2 separate regions of the Mus musculus genome follow, and region 1 is linked to region 2. Evidence: chromatin contacts called from public Hi-C data. All regions are on one chromosome and are shown on one strand. Each heading gives the region's core, a stretch centred on a gene start, on an enhancer-like site or on the middle of the called end of the contact. The rest is flanking DNA. Distances are from core to core; before and after follow the strand shown.

Evidence for each region. A called contact is a pair of places that touch in the nucleus more often than the background predicts.
Region 1: a Hi-C map of CD4 T cells shows a contact between it and region 2, with 3 times the contacts expected there. The contact joins the promoter of 1700025N23Rik here to the enhancer-like site in region 2. A contact is called at or near these places in 2 of 484 Hi-C or Micro-C datasets (the AML12 cell line and CD4 T cells), 1 of 115 datasets of contacts at active chromatin or transcription factors (embryonic stem cells) and 2 of 9 other capture datasets (adipose tissue and macrophages).

The regions. Positions count from the first base shown.
Region 1 is chr6:39,066,128-39,073,021 of GRCm38.p6, reverse strand. 1700025N23Rik (RIKEN cDNA 1700025N23 gene) reads left to right here and starts at 5,436. Exons shown (of 4, transcript NR_040523.1): 1 at 5,436-5,516. Tbxas1 (thromboxane A synthase 1, platelet) reads right to left here. Exons shown (of 13, transcript NM_011539.3): 10 at 1,575-1,666.
Region 2 is chr6:38,831,179-38,838,027 of GRCm38.p6, reverse strand. All of the region lies in intron 1 of Hipk2 (homeodomain interacting protein kinase 2), which reads left to right. Among named protein-coding and RNA genes, the nearest start is that of Hipk2, 42 kb to the left of the region's middle. Within about 2 kb of position 5,152, at least 18 of the 459 cell types and tissues checked have an H3K27ac peak or open chromatin away from gene starts, as enhancers often do.

The DNA.
Region 1 (6,894 bases), core at 4,187-6,686, 230 kb before region 2:
GTTTCCTCTTTTCCAGGAATCTCAGGAACTCTGGCAAGACCTGACCCCCAGCTGTCAGTCATTTTCCGGGACTTGGAGATGGTCCTTGAAGCAGCCTTGCTCTCTTTTTACTAGTGAGCGATTTGTTTCGAATTTCATTTTGAATTTGCATTTTGCAGCGCATACCAGCTGCCTGCAAATCCCGTGGGAGGAAAGCTGGATATAAATCATGAGGAAGGAAGGATTGGACATCAGGTTACTTGTGGCTCCTCAGAAAGCCACAGGAGGGCCATAGACTTACTTGGGTCTTCATGCCAGCATCAGAAGAGCAAGAAGGAAGCCTTTGAATTACTGAGCTGATGTGTATGGAGACCCTCAACTGCACGGCAGCAGCTTCGTATATTTGCAGGCCTGTGCATTTTGGATCATGTCTGTATATACACCTGTCATGTTTCTGGTTTGAAACATCCCTTTGAGCTACCCTCAAATCACAAGTTTCTCTCAAAACTGACAAAAGCTATCTCCATATGGTCTGTGTGGATTTGAAACAGTGCTGAGTGACGTTTGTCGGGTATGATTCAGTGGTTCGTGCTGTTTCAGTGAAGTCTGCTCACGGTCTCACTACCTTCAAGGGACCCTGGTTAAGATACCTTTCCCCCTGGGACACTTGGTTTGGGAGAGTTGGCAAGAAGTAGACCTGGTTACTGATCTGATTTGCAGGTTGGTGTGATGATGCATTGGTGACCTGTTATGAGTGCTGAATTGTGCCCAAGAATGTAAGATGTAGGACAGTTCCAGCTCAGAGTGCTGGCGTGCCAGGCAGAAGCCCTCACTGTGGAGCTGGAGAAAAGGCTCAGTCGTTAGGAGTGCTTATTGTTCTCCAGGTTCAGTTCCCAGCATCAATATCAGATGGCTTACAACTTCCTGAAACTCCAGTCCCAGGGGCTCTGATGCCCTTCAGCCTCTGCTGGCACCTGCAAGCAAGAGGTGCACATAAACCCACACAGGCACACATGCACAGAAAAATAAACATTAAAAAATAGTCCTTGCTAGTGCTGCACATAAGCCCATGAGCACGCGCGCGCGCGCGCGCGCGCACACACACACACACACACACACACACACACACTCTTTGAAAAAAGAAATACTATGAAATTTTTTGCAAGAACTCTTATGTAAGAGCTCCAGCAAGGAGCTGGAACACCAGGGAAGGAACATTCTAGTAGGTGGTCCTCTGCTCAATACCCCCTCCAGGGGCAGGAGCTTTGGCTAATTTCCAGCCTACACAGAATGTACAGGTGATGAAAGAGTGAAGGGTGGATGGATCAATGGTCAGGGACAAAGGCAGATTCCATCAAAGGCTAGGAGGCCAAAGAGACAGGGTTGGGCTGGGAAGAAAAGCCATGCAAAGGCTAGTGATGTTTGGTAAAGGCAGTTAACCTATAGGAGAATGGGCCAGACTTCTCAGGCCTTGTGTCTGGTGCCCCAAGGGATACAAAGAAACCCAGGAACCTAACCAACCCAGCCCTTTAGGAATGATACCGGGTAGACAGTGAAGGCCCCAAATAGTGATGCTCAGGGGGCCACAGACATACCTGAAAGCTGGTGGGTACATCCTCAGGGTCTCTGAAATCACCATGTCCAGATACGGCAGACCTTCCTGCAGGCTGTGGTACTCAGGGGCTGGCTGAGGCAGGAAGCAGACAAAAGGAGGTTGGGTTAGAAGGAATCTCACAGCTCTTGGTCTTTTTTCATGAGCTCTGATTCCAACTTCAATAAACATTTCTACACAAGTCCCACAAGAGGAGGAGGAGATTCCGTCCAGATGGCCTCACGGTAGCCCCCAGCATGCTCTGTGTGTTTTTATTTCTTGTTTTTTTACATTACTGAAGACAAACAAGTGCAGCCTTTGACTTGAGGGTCTTTGGCTCTACCTTGGCAGAGATCTGGTGTGAGGGTTTGTGTTGTCAACTCAACGGAAGGGAAAGTCAGCTGGGAGATGGGCTTGCAGTGTGTTATCTTGATAGGGTTAATTGTGGGGGAAGAACTGCCCACTATGGGTGACACCATTCCCTGTGCTGGGATTCTGGCCTGTGGAGTGGGGGAAGCAAGTTGAGCATTGGCATTCGTGCTTTCATTGTTCTCTGTGACTTCTCTACCATGATGGGCTGTAGCTTGGAACTGAAACCTAAAATAAACCATTTCCCCTTAGGCCTTGTCAGTATTTTGATCACAGCAACAGGAAAAGCAACAAAGGCAGACTCTGAGACTACAGTTCCAGTCCCATTTATTGGGAGCTGATGGCATGGCTAAGCATGGCAAGCCCGTGCTCTTGTTTAATCCGCCCAGCAAAGCAAGGTGGCAGCTCCCCCCTCCCCGCCCCCCTCCCCTGCATCTCTGAGAGGCTGTCACCTGGATGGTAATTGGTACAGCAGTAAAGCTAAGAGACACACAGAGATGCAGCAGAGAATAAAAGCTTGCAACAGTTAGCAAGGATGAACAGTTGACACAACCCTCCAAAGCTATTATATACCAGCAAGAAGAGACAGCTCAGACAAAAAGCTGTCAAAGGGTATGAAAAAGGCAAAGCCCAAGAGGAGGAATACAAGTCACAATGAAAAAAATTGCAAAATAGTAATATTCTGTTTCTCGCACATCAGATTAGAAGTTGGAAAAGACTGGTTAAATTTGGGGGGGGGTGCAGTTGTCATGGTTCCTAACATCTGGTGACTCTCAAGGGGAGGACAGATTAGTGTGTGTAGTCACCAGGGAATGGGTACCCCGTGGGTGGGACAGGGTACTGTGTGTGTGTGTGTGTGTGTGTGTGTGTGTGTGTGTGTGTGTGTGTATTTCTGTTTGACAGGTGTTACTGTTCATCTCTGAAATGTTCTCACAGGCTCGTGTTTTGAATGCTTGTTTCTCCAGATGGGAGAGGGCATTAATTAGAGCAGTCAGGCCCCTTTAAGAGGTGAAGCCTAGCTTCTGGAAGTAGGTAACTAGAGGCAGGCCTTGGTTGTTAAAGCCTAGGTCCTGGTCTGTTTCCTGGTCTTAAGAACAAATGCCACTGAAGTTCCTGTCACTCTACTGTACCATTACCACTGAGGTGGACCAAACTCACTGAGACCGTGAGAGCAATCCTTTCTTCCAAATGTCGTTTGTGTCACGAGTTTAGCCATAGCAAGGGAAAAAAGTAGGGAACACACTGAGTGACAGCCTCGCTCCTTTCAGTTGTGGGGGAGGGCTTTCTTCTGTGCCCCCCTCCTCTGCAGAGCAGCAAGAGGCAGCCCACAGACCAAGTCCATCCTGCACCTGTCAGTCTCCACAGACCCACCCCAGGAGGTTTTTACTCTACTTGCAGGAAAGAGGCTCAGAACCAGAGGACCACAAGGCCATTCCGCCAGGTGGGGCACTGCTAGTCCCTGATGCTAGTCCTGAGGCAGCTACAGTGTTACCTGGGAAACTGCTATAAAATGCAGAAATGCTAGTGGCAGGAGAGGAGGCTGTGCCAGGACACCTGGAGTCTTGAAGCCTATAAGAAATACTTGAGCTGATCTACGATGGTTCAGCCACTCAATACAACACAGCTGTTAGTGATGGATCGTCATGCCAGGTTGCAGCACACATAGGTGGTTGAACCCCCTGTCTATGAATGCTCATGAGTTTGGAAGGCAAGGGAGATGTTTGCACTTTGTGGTATAAAATGTCAGCCATTGCCTGGCTTTCCCAACGCTTGCCCACCTCCATTTGGGGGTTCTTATCACATTTCCATCTCCATCCTAGGCCCCGTGTGTGTGACTGGTGCTCTGTGATTGTTGTCCTGAGACTCCTCATAACCTCACTGTTAGATGTGCGTTCTGGGGTGAAGTGGGAAAGAGCTTGGGTACTTCTTCTGGGGCTTGGATGGCTGCTCCCTGCCCCTCCCCCTGTTACCTCCCTAGAGGAGTTCTCAGTTGCTTTCTCTGTCCTGACCCTTGACACAGATATGAGAAAATGTGAATGGGGCTCACTTATATTGCAGCATCTTGGGGTGACCATGTGGTCATCTTAGCTTCCAGCTGGAAGAACATGGGTATGTGGTGGGACTGGCCAGAGGGTGCACAGATCCAAGACTCCTGGAAGTAGTGCTCTGCTGTGGGGACTGTGGGAAGGGGAGACAGCTGGACTGACTTTCCCAGACCCCACCTGCAGTCAGGCTTGGGACTGGGGTTCAGGGCACCCGTGAAGGTCTGCGCTTTCTCAGCCCAGGTCTGAAGAAGTTTGGGGGTTCTGGGGATACTTCCTCTTTTGCTTTCCATCTTCAGCAGTTTGGTTTGTTTGTGTCCTCTGGCTGTTGACTTCACAAAACATGAATTGCACTACTTCTGTGGCTCTGCACGCAACTTTGGAAACTGGCTTTGTATGATATAAAGATGGGTGGAAAAATTCAAGGAAATAATTGAAAATGTAGGTGATTTTTTTTCTTTACTAAGGATGACTGAGTAGAAATGAAACAGCACCATGGCAAACGAGAGACCTTGGAGGAAAGTGAGCCGTGCTCCACCCGAATGCTCAGCAGTCCTCCTGCCTTTCCAGTAAAGAGCCCCATGTTTGCATTTCACTTTAGGCCTTACAAATTGTGTAGTCAGCTCTGGAAGACGTGACTAGTTAGTCCAAGGGGACCAGTGTAGAAAACTGGGTTGGGACAGAGAAAAAGGAGCCTGGAGTTGAGAGTGGGTATATCATGAGCTGTTGGTGGCCGCCTTCTGCTTTGTGGGTTAGTGAGCACAAAATACCAGTTGGTTCAAGAAAGAAACAAAGTAGATGTAAAGTGAGAGGCAGAGGCCAAGGGCAGAGATCATTTCCTGGTGCCTCATAGAATTCTTGGTCCTGTCTGCTCCAGGCAGGTTCCCACTCGTGGACCAAGTCAGTGACACTTTGAACCCTGCTATCTGCAACCACAGGAGTCCTAACAAATGCTAGAATGTGAGAGAAAAGAAGAAAGAGAGGTAGGGAGGAAGGGACATGGTGACTATACCACAATATAGAACTCTCTCTCTCCCTTTCCCTCTACACACACACACACACACACACACACACACATCTCTCACACATACACACACAAAACATGAATTGTGTGTATGTGTGTATATATGTATGTATTATGCATATATATATATATATATATATATATATATATATATATAAATTAGATGTAGGAGCTGTTTCTCTGATGGGTAAATAAATGGTGCTGGCTCCCAACTAAGCTCATGTGATTATAACCTGTCTGGATTTGTTAAAAGGAGGAGCTCACTGGTTGGGTTAACTGATGCCTTCATTATAAAGTCAACACCTTCATTTATTCTTTCTCTGCACTGGCTTTCACTGCCCCTAAACTTTGACTCAGGTGACCCGTGAGCATCACAATGGGCCAGTGTTCTGACTTTGTAGGCACTCAGGCCCACTCTGGGGGGGGGGTTGTTGGTGACCTGTGATGGGGCCCCTCAAGAGCCTTCCTGTAACCTCGAGTGACCCCAGGATAGGAAAAGTAAGCACACAAGGTAAAAAGAAACACACCCTTCATTTGAGTTAGATCCAGGCCAGGCAACAAAAGTCCAGGATCTCCGGGACACAAAGGGCCTGAGCTGAGCTGCCAGCAGAGGGCAGCAAACGGATGGTAAATGGGGACGCCCCAGTTCCTGAAAGGGACCATAGAAATCATTGTATCTGACTTCTTCATGATACAGGGGAGGAAAAATGAAGGCCAGGGAGGAAACCTGTGAGCCCAGAGTCTTGCTGGGAGTGTGTTCTGAGCACCTTCTACCAGGGCTCTCACCGTGAACACCTTAGACAGCTGCTGGGCGTGGTGCCAGAGATCCAGAGTGACAAGGGGAGCCACACTTCTAACAGATCATGGCAACGGGACGTCACTGGTGTTGTAGAGGAGAGGCTTGTGGGGAACAGAGCTTCTCATTCAGCTTGGGGAACCATTCATTCCTTTACCCAGGCTGTGAGCCCTGAGCCAGGCACAAGAGGTGCACGAAAGCACACTGGCTCATCGCTCTCCTCGGCTCCCCAGTTCAGCCATGGTGTGAGCAAGTGGACGTGGGTGAGATGGGAGAAGAGAGGGACACACATCCCTGGGGACCCAGAGGGAGGCACGCCCACGCTGGCCGTCATAAAGAAAAGTGTGTGGATGATACGTCAAAAGAGGATGAGACAAATACTACGGCTCCATCAGGGCAATTGGCTGTTTTGAAAGAATCATGGCTCATTTTGTTTTTAGTGTAGTGATGACATGTTATGAATTGTAATGTAAATATCGGATATGTAGATGGTCTTAGGCGACCCCTGGGATCCCCAAAGAGGTCACAACCCACAGGTTGAGGACCACTTCTGTCATCCCTACACCAGTGAACAAGAGACAGGAGCAAACCTGGGTCTTGATGGCCGCTGGTCTAACCAAATTAGCAAGCTCCAGGTTCAGTGAGAAATCCTGTTTCAAAGAGATAAAATACGCCCCCTCCCCCTCCCCCTCCCCAAGTGTCCTTGGAAGAAAAGGCTGGAGGCTCACTCAACATGCTTAAAATAGAAATAGCATCTGCTGGAGCTGGCGAGATGGCTCAGTGTGTAAGTGCTTGCGGAACAAGCTCAAAGACCCAAGTTCAGATCCCTAACACCCATATAAAAACTAGGCATGGCAGCCTTCTCTGTACCCTAGGAATGGGGACAGAGATGGAGGATTCCAGAAAACACTGACAAGCCAGTCTAGCTGACATGGCATGATCTAGATCTGATGGCAAACCCTGTCTCGGGGAGAAGGGGGGATCGTGGGTAGAGAATGACAGCTACCTCATGTTGACCTCTGACCTCCATGTGTACAAACATGAATAAGAATGCTGATCTCTCTCTCTCTCTCTCTCTCTCTCTCTCTCTCTC
Region 2 (6,849 bases), core at 3,903-6,402:
ACACACACACCGATTTTTTTTAATATGCCTTACTAGCTCAATGGCTGGGGACTTCCTGAACCTCTCCATGGCTAGCACACACTCCCCTCCGGTATTCCTGAGTTAACATTTTCCAAGTCTATATTTTATTTTTGCTGCCCCGCTGCCTGCTGGGCAGCCCTCCCATGGGACGGCTTCCCCTTAGTGCCTACGTTTCAGCTGTCTCACCCTCCTCTCCTTCACATGGTGGAATCCTTCTTCTCCTCTTCTTTTTTGCCCAGGAATCCTAAAAGTCTTTAACCCTGCCCAGCCATTGGCAACTTTATTTCCCAATCAGTGCCAACTGGGGGCAGGCTTCCTTTAGCCTACATGCAGGACATCGTAAACAAGGTTTTTGGAGTAACACAATTAGCATGAGAACACAAGCCACTGTATTACTCTTCCACTGGCATCATCCTTAAGATATGTGTATAGGTGTTTTGCATACATGTATGTCTATGCATGCCTACTGCCTGTAGAAGCCATGGGAAGGCCTGAGAACCTCCTTGGAACTGCTGCTTGTGAGCTCTCATATGGGTGCTGGGAGTCAAACCCAGGTCCTCGGAAAGCAACCAGTGCTCCTAACCACTGAGCTGTCTCCAGCCCTCCTGACACCATCTTCATACAGGCTTCTATTACCTCACACATAGACACTGCCACAGTGGGCTTCATAGCCCACCACAGATAGCATCACAGCCATCAGTCTTTGGCTATACATATCCATTTCCCATTCAGAAACCCCACTCCCTTCTCTACCGTATCCATTATGCGTCCAGGACAGAATCAAAACCAGGTGCTGGAGACCTCAAACTCAGACACCAGCCTGTCTCTCCAAATCCATCTGCTGCTGTCCTGATGAGCTCAGCAATGTTCAGCATTTGCATCTTCCCCTGTAAGGGTTCCCTGTAGATGATTTGGTCCTGCTTCATCTCATCTTGATTTTGATGGTTTGGTGTATCTGCAAACCATCCCTGGTCCTGTGAGAGGTAGATATCTCATAAATCTTAAATAAAGGTAAGGTCATCAGCCCTGATACTTGGGCCCCTTTCTCCTATATAGATATCCACCACTGGGAGTGCCTTGTCTCTGAGTCAGTGATATTTGATTGGTGAGGGTCATAGCTGCTTTCTGTGGTCAGTTATCTTTTCTGGTCTTACTCCACAGCATGCTGGTTTTTTAAAAAAAAGCAATACTTTTGTACCATTTTGCTTGTACATATACATACTCAGCAGATAGTTTTGACTATTCACCATGACCTATAGAATCCTTAGTTTAGCAGATTTGAAAATCTGACTTTAAAAATTCTAGGATTATTTGATTCTGAAAGTCTGGTACAAGTTAGTTCATCTTTGGAGTGGCTGGCTAGTTGCTTACTCTGGATTGTTTGAATGAATGAAGCCTAGCAGCCAGTCAGGAGAACCTCACCTTTATGGTTCAAGGCCTTATCTGGGATCTCAAGAGAACAGAGGTGCTTGTTAAGCACAGAGCTAACCAAAAGGCATATAGATGTCTAAGCAGAACGTCTGCTGTGGAGGAGATGTTTGTCTTTAAAGAATCTGAGTAAAACTCCAAACCCAACACCCTTAGCTTATCAGTGGGAAATCACAGACTCTCATTCCTAGACATCACCATGACCACTGTGAACTATCCTTGTAAGGACTTTATTTTGGAATGTTTCATATACTGGGATTGCAAATGTATGGATATTATCATTAATTACACTTTAGGTTGGCAATTTTGGAGTCATAAATCAGATAACTTGTTAAATCCCGAATTTGTACATTTTTAAGGTTTCCTTCTCTTAAGATCTGTAGATCTCCTAGGCTGGCCTCAAACTCCAGATCCTCCTGCCTCTGCCTCCTTCACCGGAACAGTGGATGCTCACAGCCATCCATTGGATGGAGCACAGGGTCCCCAATGAAGGAGCTAGAGAAAGTACCCAAGGAGCTGAAGGGGTTTGCAGCCCCATAGGAGGAACAGCAATATGAACTAACCAGTACCCCCAGAGCTCCCTGGGACTAAATCACCAACCAAAGAAAGCACATGGTGGGACTCATGGCTCTAGCTGCATATGTAGCAGAGGATGGCCTAGTCAGTCATAAATGGGAAGAGAGGCCCTTGGTCCTGTGAAGGCTCTATGCCCCAGTGTGGGGGAATGCCAGGCCCAGGAAGTGGGATTGGGTGGGTTGGGGAGCAAGGGGAGGAGGGAGGGGATAAGGGTTTTTGGAAGGGAAACCAGGAAAGGAAATAACATTGAAATGTAAATAAAGAAAATATTTAATTAAAAAAAAAGATCTGTAGGTCTGTACAATATAATACTTCTACTAGGGAAGTGGAAAATACCTATGCCTCAAAATCCTGTATATAAAATTCTGTATAATTTTGGAGTCCAGAGCAGTATTTGTTCAGTTGTTAATGAATCATTGGTACTCTGGGTGTGTAAGCAACGTTATTTTTAAACCCATTGCTTACTTCAGTGATAAAGAGGGTACAGAATGTGCCATGCTGGGCTTGAGAGCATACCATGAGTAATATCCATTACTACTATGATGTCAGGACTTGAATATTCTTTACCAAAAAGATAACCATTGCATCATGGAGCTGAGGAATCCCACTGGAGCAGAGTGAGAAAGGCCCATTCTTCTCATAAGAAACACCAACATGTGATAAAAACAGATATTCCCCTGCAGGAACCCAGACCTGTTATCAGTAGTGTCCAGGCTCTGTTTGAAAGGCAGCTCTCATTTTAGTAACCAGAAAGTGACTTGCCTCTAAGTTTCCAGGAGGCATTTTTTAATTCTATACCTTCTGCTTATTCAGAAAAACATCTAGGTAGTAATTGTTGTGTGCATACTTGAAGTCACTAACACTTATGATGGCCAGTGTCATCTCATTATTTATACCTTCATCTCTCTGAAACATTCTCACATTAAAATAAGGAAGAAAAGGGTTAAACTACTTAGAAGTTGTACGTCATCCTCAGGAGTGTGAGCTCTGGTTTTGATGGCTAAGCACCTTGTGCATCAAGACAAAACCACATTCAGCCACAATGGCAACATAAGGAAAGTAGAGTGCTCCTTAGATGGTTCTGATACACACAGCAACAGATTGCTCACGTGCATGCTCCATTGGGCCACTGAGGTCCTCCAGTCCCCCTGGCCAAACAGCTTCTCCTCCTTGGATCAGGGCTGCTTATATAGCAAGGGAAAGAAGACAAATTCTCACCCTGGCTTCAAAGTTCTGGCCCAGAAACAATACCTCTCTCACACCTTTTTTTTAAAAAACTGGCTTAAGGCCTCACTTGTGGCCAAACCTAACTTTTGTATTATATGACTTGAGTCTCTTAAGTTCTAGCAGGAACTTTGAGTGAAAGGCTCAAGAAAAGTTACTAAGATTCAGTAAAAACAAACCGAAACATTTATAATTTTCTAAGACTTTATTTATTTATAATTTTATTATAACTTTTTTATTTATAATTTTTGTGCTTTCAGTAGGCATTTTTAGTAACATGGAATATGAAAATACATAAAAAGAAATGCTTCACTTTCATAATTGTCCTAATACAAATCTCTTCTCATTTCATTTTTTTTCTGCTCTCTTGTTCATTCATAAAAACCTGCATGCCGCATCCCTCACCTTTGCCAGCATGCTGAGCATTGTGAGTACCAGTTTTTACAACCTATCCTCATGTAATTTGATAACCATGGTGGGCTGGCCAGCCTCACACTACTTGTTTCTCACTATTCATCTTTTTAAGAGTTCACTGTGTGCCAGAGTTAGAAACAGAAAACACAACACTTGTTTAATGCACACAAAGCCCTTGTGATTTACTGCTATTATCCCCACTTTCTAGGGGAAGGAATTGAGGTTAAGTGGCCTGCTGGATACATAGGGGTAGAACTGCTTCTGGCATAGCTGGTAGAGACACAAAAATGATCTAAAACTAATCCTTGGAGCCCACAGCACAGTGACACTGGAGAGGACCGATATTGTGAGGCTATACCATCTACCACCACAGTGTACCATCTGACATCTCAGCCATGGCCTGAGACACCAATGGCAGGGACCCATGTGAGAGCAAGCACTTCTGCCAGCTGTAGGTCAAGTGGCTTAGAATTATGGAGCTGTTGAGTAATAATATCAGGGGATATGTTCAATGACAGTGACTCACAGTATAATGTCTTTGTGAAAGACCACAGAACCCACTTTTAGAGTCCGTGTGAGTGAGCGTGGACTGTTGGATGTATGGATAAGGGATCCCATCTGCCTTCTATATCTGCACATGTATGCAGACACACACACATTACCATACACTGCATTATTGTAGTCCATAGTTTCCAAAGCGCACGGCAGTGTTTACTATTCTGAGGGTGCTCCTGATTCAGGGATTCTTATTTTCTCTTTGTTTCTCTGTGTAGTTCTGGCTATCTTGGAACTTGCTTTGTAGACCAGGCTGACCTTGAACTCAGAGATGCTCCTGCCTTTACCTACTGAGTGCTGGGATTAAAGGCATAGGCCGTCACTGCTTTGCTCTTTTTTTTTTTTTTTCCTCCTTCCCTAACTTTCTCTGCCTCCTCTCCTCATTGCTCTTGCCTGCCCTTTCAGTCACAGTAGGTGACACTTCCTCTGCTTCCCTAAACTGACCTGTAACTGAATTTAATCAGATGACAGTTGAAAGCAGGTGAGGGGAATGGCAAAGTTCTCCAGAGAATAAAAAAGGGAAGGTAGAGTTGCTGTAGCAAATAGGGTTGCCACACAGACCAGCAAGAGCAGCAGATTGTCATACCCTCAGACGGAAGGTGAATGAGCCCTGCCTGAGAGACTTCTCAGGGAAAGCAGGGCCCATCCATTTCCCATCATCAGCCTCACTGCGCCTAGGCAACACGCTCCACAAAGTTCTCTGAGCAGCTGGCTGGCAGCATCTGAGAAAGTATTCAGAGGAACACATAAAGGTGAGGACAGAGGCAGCAGCTGGGTGTGGCAGTGATAGCAGACCCTGTGTTACGCTCCCCTTTCCTACCACAGCAAGAAGTTGAGGTTAGGAAAGGTGAAGTCTTGTTGTTCCTGTCTGTGCTCTTAGGATCCCCAGTGATGACAAAGTGAAGTTTCATGGTGTTCTGAAGTCAGACCTCAGTCATGATGCATGAATGTATTTGCATCATGAATTAGTTGTTCAGTGTCCTGGCTGGAATGGGAACAACAGTGTTGGAGGAAAGCTGTGGATACTTCTGCAGCTTTTCTGCCTAGAGGTGACAAATACAGGCTGTGAGGGCCATGAGGACAAGTTGCCATTTGGCTTAAGTGACAGCTAAAAATACTTTGTTATAGTTTGAATGCAGACATGTTTTTCTCAGTGAAATACATCCTGAATTGTATTACAGAGTAGTATATTCCTTTCCTAGAGCTACTGTAACAAAGTAACACAAACCAGGTGGCTGAGAACCACAGAAATGTAAGCTTCTGCAGTTCTGGAGCCGCAGATGGGAAACAAAGGTGTCACCATGTAGAACTCTTTTTCTCTTCCTAGGGTCTTGTAGACCCTGTAGTCTATGGTGTATCTTACATTGCAACTGCGTTCAGTTTCTGCCTGTGTCATTATGTGGACTTTTCTTTTCTTATAAAGGCGCCAGTCAGGTTGGATTAGGACTCACCCTAATGACCTCATCTTAATTTGATTATACCTGTAAAGACCCTGTTTCCAAATAAGGCCACATTATAGACAGCTGCTGGGAGCAGGAAGTTCAACACACCCTTTTGATGAACAGATAGTAATAGAAAAGAATTTACCATAGTGGAAGACACCAACATGGGAAGCTCTGCTTCTAAGTGTATCAGATTTTCTGGCTAAGCTTGAAAAAAACCAATTTAGTAGTGAACTGAGCATGGAATAAGCAAACATTTGGGAATATCCAATTTTCTTCACACCAGCTTATGAGTCTCACTTTATAATTTATAAGGCATTTCTAAGGGATAGCATAATTCATGTGAGGCTGACTGACCTTACCAGCCAACTACTCGGCCTCCTCAGTGACTGTTGTAAGTCTGGGTGGCTGAGGTGGTCTCTAAGGACAAAAAGAGCAATTTTGGTGAGAATTCAGAGCCTTACTACCATTAACAGCACAGTAAGCATGAGGAGGGACCCTCCCTTCCCCAGCCATACATAGGTGCAGCATTGTCACAGCTGTCCATTAGAGGGTCTTCATGGAGGCTTCAGACCTGTCCCACATATTCAGATTTAGAACTTGTTGTTGATGTCTTTAACCTGCTACTTGCCTTGATAACCAAGTCACTGCAGTGGTTTCTTCACATGCACAGATATAGCTCTCTATGGCCTCCCCCAGACACACAATGATACTCTGCAGAACTCAGTTTAGTGTAAGCACTTTGCTCTTACTTGTTTCCATATGTGTGACTAATATACACTTACAGGTTATTTAAGGCAGGATTCAGGGAAAGCACAAAATGAAATATCTTACCTCAAAGGATAAAAAGCAAAGGCTGTATTTTTATTTTATTTTATTTTATTTTATTTTATTTTAAATGTTATGTCATCTTGACAACATTACATTTTAGTAAAGTGCTTCTGGCCTTCTTAAACTTATGCTTACTACATGTATTTTGTGCCCCCCAAGTTCACATGTAGAATTCCTGACCCTTAGGACCTCAGAATATGACCTTGTTTAGAAAGAGAGCTTTACGGAGATTACTGACTTACTGGTTCCCTCTGTCAAAAATTAGCCCTTCTTGGTGTTCAGAAGTAGCTTCCTTAGGGTGGACCATCAGTATGACAGAGGTCCTTATCAACGGGAGAAATCTAAACACATGTATATA